2 separate regions of the Rattus norvegicus genome follow, and region 2 is linked to region 1. Evidence: chromatin contacts called from public Hi-C data. All regions are on one chromosome and are shown on one strand. The core of a region is the stretch at or near the end of the contact, and the rest is flanking DNA. Distances in the headings are between cores, read along the strand shown. Region 1 holds the start of Rbp4 (retinol binding protein 4). Region 2 overlaps Pde6c (phosphodiesterase 6C).

What was found. A called contact is a pair of places that touch in the nucleus more often than the background predicts.
Region 2: a Hi-C map of liver shows a contact between it and region 1, with 7 times the contacts expected there. The contact joins the enhancer-like site here to the promoter of Rbp4 in region 1. A contact is called at or near these places in 3 of 12 Hi-C or Micro-C datasets (hepatocytes, kidney and liver).

Annotation. Positions count from the first base shown.
Region 1 is chr1:245,311,512-245,314,978 of GRCr8, forward strand. Rbp4 (retinol binding protein 4) reads right to left here and starts at 2,040. Exons shown (of 6, transcript NM_013162.1): 1 at 2,009-2,040; 2 at 1,771-1,899; 3 at 1,548-1,684; 4 at 1,286-1,392. The coding sequence starts at 1,881.
Region 2 is chr1:245,352,242-245,355,416 of GRCr8, forward strand. It overlaps Pde6c (phosphodiesterase 6C), which reads left to right. Exons shown (of 22, transcript NM_001416003.1): 12 at 1,182-1,328; 13 at 1,561-1,668; 14 at 2,017-2,126. Among named protein-coding and RNA genes, the nearest start is that of Pde6c, 32 kb to the left of the region's middle. Within about 2 kb of position 1,515, at least 2 of the 93 cell types and tissues checked have an H3K27ac peak or open chromatin away from gene starts, as enhancers often do. A contact at or near this core is called in liver, where this site is marked.

The DNA of each region.
Region 1 (3,467 bases), core at 790-3,289:
CAGTTGCTGTGTGGCTGTTCCCCTGGGACATTCACTTCTGAACTTAAATAATAAACTTGAACTTAATGGTGTCTGTGGGCTCTCCTGCTCCAGACCCAGTGTGTAAAGCTATGATTTCTTTACCTAGGAGGTAACTAAGAAGCTGAAATATCAAACAGAATGTATGCCTCAGACACTCTTCTTAGTGCTTTCTGCCCACTAATGTATTATATCTTCACAGTCCCATGGCCTGGGTGCTGTGATTCTGTTTACTTTGCACCGGAGGAAACTGAGGCACAGAAAAGTTAAGTAATAACCCAGGGTCCCACAGGTAATAGATTAGTTAGGATTTGAACTCAGGTTGTGTGTGTGTGTGTGTGTGTGTGTGTGTGTGTGTGTGTGTGTGTGCCCCGAGCGTGATGTACAGGTGAAATTTATCCTGGATACCCCCTTCGTCCTAGGGAAGTGGCTCTCAACTTTGCTAATCCTGTGTGTATGTCTCTTTGATATGGTTCCTCGTGTTGTAGTGCCACCAACCACGAAATTATTTTTGTTGCTACTTCCTAACTGTAATTTTGCTACTGTTGTGAATCATAGTGAAACATCTGAGTTTTCAGATAGGTTTAGGTGACCTCTGTGAAAGAATAATTCGCCCCCCCAAGGGGATAGCAACCCACAAATCTAGAACCATGGTGAGATCTAGAACCCCTCCTCTCTGAGATCTCACGATACTTCTTCCCACCCTGAATTATCCCTTAGTTAATCAAGTAGCTTTCAGATTTATAATTTAAGTGAAATGGACTGGGGGTTAAAGAACGGGTAGATTGTCCTGAAAAGTACCCTAAGCTTTAGGGAACTTCGTTGGGAGTCCTCAAAATCCTGCCTTACATATGAGGTCTTAAGGAAAGGAGACTGTTGCAGCCAGAAAACTGCCTGGCTGGTGGTAGTCCACCGGCAAGGCCCGGGGGTTTTCACCCAGCTCAGACACTTGGTCCCTTCATCTTGGATATTGGTCTCTACTTCTGCCGATGTTCCAGATTGTCGAACTGTCTCAGGGATTCCACCCAACGGAACAGAGTGGAGTGGTGATGTGGGGAGACAGTGTGGTGATCAGGAAAATGGTACCCGACAAGCCCAAAGGCCCTTCTGAACTTGGATCAGGTATTTTAGGCTGAGAATCCAGTCCCTTCTAATCCCACGGCCCCTAAATTCAGACAGGGCCAGAGAGACTGCCTCTTAAAGCCCTTCCCAATGGTGCCACTGAATAGAATCACAGTGATTTGGCCATTTATGCCCCACTACTCACTTCCTCGCTGGAGAAAGGAGGCTACACCCCAGTACTTCATCTTGAACTTGGCAGGATCTTCTGTGTCTGTGAAAGTGCCCACCATGTCTGCACACACTTCCCAGTTGCTGAAAAAGCCAAGAGAACCCTGAGCCAAGCCAGGAAAGGGCTCCTACCCCATCCAAGGTGCTCCTTTCCCTTCCCAGTGAGGGTTGGGCTCCCAGCCAGCCAAAGCGGGGAGGCACCTTGGAACGCGGCACATAGCCCACTAGAGGCCACTGACCTCAGAAGACGGACTCGTCCCTTGGCTGTAGCGCTCATATGACCCTTCTCGTCCACAGAAAACTCAGCGATGATGTTGTCTTGCAAAAAGAGACCCTCGGGATCCTTTTTGGCGATGGCATACCAGAGCCCAGAGAACTGAGAAAGAGATAAGAGAGTTGGCGACTAGAGTCTGGGGTCCACCGCCGGCCCGCAGGAATCGGGGGACCGGGGCTGATACCTACACGAGCCTTGTCGAAGTTCTCCTTGACTCTGAAGCTGCTCACCCTGCAGTCGCGCTCGGCGCTGCCGCCTCCCAGAGCCGCCAGCAGCACGAGCGCCCACACCCACTCCATTTCACACCGGAGTCTGCCCTGCAGGACAGGCGCCGGGTGAGCGCGGATCCGGAGGACCGAGCCACCCGTCGCCCCCTCCCACCCCACCCCGCCCCGCAGGTCCCGGGGGGAGCGCGCGACCGCTCACCAGCAGAAGCCGCGTGCAAGCCTGGCCGCCGCGTTCGCGCGCGCGTGAAGCGACGGAGGCGAGCGGCTTCCCGACCTTTATAGCTCCGGGGGGAGGGGGTCGCGCTTTCGTAACCACGCGGGGTGAAAGACCGCGGGGAGGTGCCGGGGGCGGGCGGGAGGGGGGCGGCGGAGCTTGCATAACCCTCCCTGACTCACCGCCTGAACGCACGCGGGGCCCCTCCGTCAGCCTTGCCGCCCCATGATGCCTAGGCTACGAGCTCCGCTCAGGGTGGTCTTGGTGGAGCCAAACTCTCCAGCCCAGACGAGCCATCGGGGCCAAGAGCTGGGCCGGGAATCCAGCGACAGCACAGCCAGCTGCGGTCTTGAGTGTCCTCCAGGTCCTGTTGCCCTGGCTGGAGGCCTACGTGGCCATGGTGTGATGATGGTGGCCTCACTGAGCAAGAAGGGACCTATGATGTAGCCTGGCACATTAGTGTCCAGGCCCTGGCTTTCCCAAGTGGCCTCTGCTCCTACTGAGGAGCTGTTGTGCGAAGCATTTTGGCATATTTTGGCTGCGGTTTTTTCCCTTTAGAAAAGGGGCATATTTTACTCTTTGAGGAGTTGTGGTGCTGTTTGTGTCAATATTTATTCTTTCGTTTCATCATCTTTAGAAAAACTAAAACGCTCCCTGTTAAATATTCTCTAGCAACGCAACCTGGTCAGGGCAGGAAATCTTCTCGCAGCGCCAGTGGCCGAGTGGTTGATCGTCCACTTCTGTTGCCACACTTCCCTGAAACCACACCGAAAAACATAATTGCTAAGTGTTCACCATGCATTTTTATTTATAAGCCATACTAGGATTTACTTATTCCAAAACAGTGAGGAAAATTGGCTCAGGAAGAGAAAAAGGAGAGGGAAAGAATTCCATAACCTTAATGGTGGTGGCCAAAAGGTGTGTTGACCGGTTAATACTTTTTGCTTATGGCACAACACGACTCACTACGTTCCCTTCTGCGTTTGGAGTTTGCGATCTGTCAAACTGAACCCAGCAGTTCAAAGGAGGAAGATTTCGACCAATGAGATTTAGTGACTTTTTTTTTTTATGAGAAAGTATTTGTGTCTCCCTTGCCCAAAGTCTGAGCATTTGAGACACTGAATATTTTGCTATAGCTTTATAAGAGGAGATGGGGAAAGGAGAGGAGAGACGCCACAGAAAGAACTAGGTTGATGTTTCCTTCAACAAACAGCACCTTAGCCACATCTGGAAATCTTGTAAAGATACCTGTGGCTTCCTTCAACTTCCTGTGACCTTTTGGACATTCACCTGCCTGGTTCTCTGCTTTCTGTCCCTCTCCACCCCTGCACCCATTGTGTTCCTTGTAGTCTCTGTGGCACCAGAGACTATGTTTCAACTCCACAGGAACCTAGGAAGGACTACTGACCAGTAGCTAACTGGAGAATTTGATTGGACTAGTTTT
Region 2 (3,175 bases), core at 265-2,764, 40 kb after region 1:
CAGGCCAATGACCATGACAGGAGAGAAAGCACGAAGAAGGAGGAGTTGGCAGCAGCTGTGTGGTCTACCTCAGACCTACAGGGGAACTCATCTCAGTGACAGTTGGCCAGGTGCACTTTTTACCCTCAATACCGTGTTGAAGAGAAACGAAAGTACAGGAAAGCAGGTCACTTCCCTCCATGAGTGAAGGTTCCCCTGAGCTCAGTTTCCATACATTTGAGCACCAAATGGCAGGCGCATATGTTTGCTTTAAGTAAAACTGGTTTCCGAGGCCTGGGCTGCTCCTTGTTCTCTGCTCCCTCCTGATAGTCCCAGTGACCTCCTGTTCCCCCTCCTCACCACTATTTCCTCTATGACTTGTCTCCTGCCCTGGCAAGTCCTATCTCCTTCTCCCTTCATCCCCTCCTCTGGTCCTTTTTTCCTCCTAGTAGCTTAGCTTTGGAGATGTCCCTTCAGCATCTCCCTCATTTGATTGATGGGAACCTGTTCCCAACCATTGTTTCTCCCATAGCACCGAGAGCATGGTACTGTTCTCTAATAATCTCGAGCCCCCGGCCTTCCTTGGCCCCTGTTTTATAAAGCATTTCACTACACTAAACTCCTTGTTGAAAAGATACGACTTTTTGTCTCCCAAGTCACAGCCATGACTATGTGCCTCCTTCACCTCTCACCCCCACGTATCCCTAAGCCCTTTGAACCCACGACAGGAATCCCCACTGTAGAAAGAAAAGAGCCCCTGGGATTAGATTGGAGTCAAATCCGCTGAGAAAATTTTAAACGTGGCTCTAAATTGCGGCTTTACTGGTTATCGGGTGCTGGTGTACACGGAGCTGGTATAAGCAAAAGGGGAGTGAAGACAGAAGAGGGGACGGAGGAGAGAAAGAGGTTCCCGCGTGCGTGCGTGCGTGCGTGCGTGCGTGCGTGCGTGCGTGCGTGTCCGTGTGTGTATGATATAGGTATGGATCATGTGTCCTGGGCACACGTGGAGGTCAGAGAATAACTCATGGAGTCGGTGAGGGCTCCAGGGATTGAACTCCAGTCATCAGGCCTGGGGACAGATACCTTGAGCTGCTGAACTACTTCCGCATCCCCTCCTATCAACCCTTTACCATTGATAATGGGTGTTCTGCATGGCGGGCTCTAGGCTGGATGTATAGTGAAGCAATCTGTCCTTCCAACAGAAGGAGGAGCTGCCCGACCCAAGAGCAGCAGACCTGTACGAGTTCCGTTTCAGCGACTTCCCCGTTACGGAGCACGAGTTGGTTAAATGCGGGCTGCGGCTGTTTTTGGAGATAAATGTGGTGGAGAAATTCAAAGTACCGGTCGAGGTCAGGTGGCATTCTCAAAAGCTGACTCTGTTGCTGGGCTTCCGTGATGTTTTCTGCGGTTCCAAAGATTAGCTCAAGTTAGGATTTCAAACTATCATTAACTTTGTGACTACACTGGCTTAAACTCTGTCAACAGCACCAGCATACCATCTTAGATAAGTGTGCCCCGGGCCACCTACCCTTTAGAGTTCTGTTCTAAAGTCTGAATGGTGTTGTTGCCTTTGGGTAACAGGTTCTTACACGGTGGATGTACACAGTTCGGAAAGGGTACCGCCCTGTCACCTACCACAACTGGCGACACGGATTCAACGTGGGGCAGACCATGTTCACTTTGTTAATGGTAGGTACGGATGCTGGAAGCCACTGAAAGTCCTTGCAACTGTGAATAGTTCTCCTCTTGAGAAGTAACAAGAAAAGGATATGTCCTGTTGTGTCACTATCCCTCAGACTCCAACCCTTCTGCAGTTGGCTAGATTATCGACCAGAAATTCATAGGTTTACCATTGTAAAGGAAAAATGCAGGTACCTGCTGGGTTCTGAAACTTCCCTGGGATGCCACGAGACTCACTAAATAAAAACCTAATCTTTGGTAGAAATGTGGTAACTGCCCCTTTCCTTGCAGGCCAACTGGGCTATACCTGGAGTAGCCCGTATTGGCCGCTATAAATGTGTTCGTACGTCTTTCTAGACTGGGAGACTAAAGAAATACTACACAGACCTCGAAGCTTTTGCCATGCTTGCTGCTGCCTTCTGCCATGACATTGACCACAGAGGAACCAATAACTTGTACCAAATGAAGTAAGTGAGGGTGCGTGCTGTGCTGACGGAGGCTGGAAGATGCTGGGGAGGGATGGATGCTCCCCCTCCTGTCCTCTGAGACCTGGAGCCAGTCACTTCTGCTGCTTTTAGTCTCAGGAGTGTTGCATCCCCCCCTGAGCTTCAAGCTCGGGATATCTGCTTTTTTCCCATGGTGTCTGCCTCTCTCCCTCTCTCTGTCTCTCTCTCTCTGTCTCTCTCTCTGTCTCTCTCTGTCTCTCTCTCTCTGTCTCTCTCTCTGTCTCTCTCTGTCTCTGTCTGTCTGTCTCTCTCTGTCTCTCTCTCTGCTTCCACTTCTCAGGTTCCCAACTTTGTTCACATAACTTTAATCAGGGAATCACATTCAATTTTCCTAGTGGATTAAATCTCCCTTGCTCAGGTTAGAAAACATATCTTCTGGGGCTCCTAATCCTTCACTTCCTGGTCCTTTGGTTCCTCCACTCCCTCTCTCAGCTGGTTTTCTAGGCTAATGTCCTGCCACCTCCTTCTCTTGTCCCCAGGAAGGAAGTGTAATGATACAGGTGCGGACTGTGTCGGGCGGATTCAGATTCACAAGTCATTTATTTCCCGAACCCTGAGTTCCTCCTCTGGGCGATAGGAGTTACACTAATGATCTGCAGCTGCTAAGATTGGATGGCATCAAGCATCTAAAATCCCCAGCCACACGTCAGCCTCAGCTCTACCACGTGACCATCCTCCAGCAGTAGTGAAGTGTTCCAGAGACCATAGGCTTGGGTCTGTGGGTTCATGGGTTCCGACTATTTCCTGGTTGAAACGTAGGCAACTCACTTATTCCCAGACTCAGTTTCTTAACTTTAAAATGGCTCTAACCTTGGCCTTTCAGAGATTGTTGTGGGGGTCAGGTGAGATTACATCCATGAAACCTGTGTGTCAGGGACTCGAGATAAAGGCCAGTGAATGAAAAGCACATTCTAAATCTGAACAGTCTCTTTGCACTTTGAACAACTGGGCTGTCAGCCTTCATCTTGAAAGCAGCATCTCTACTGAGACTTGATCCCAGGACATCATGC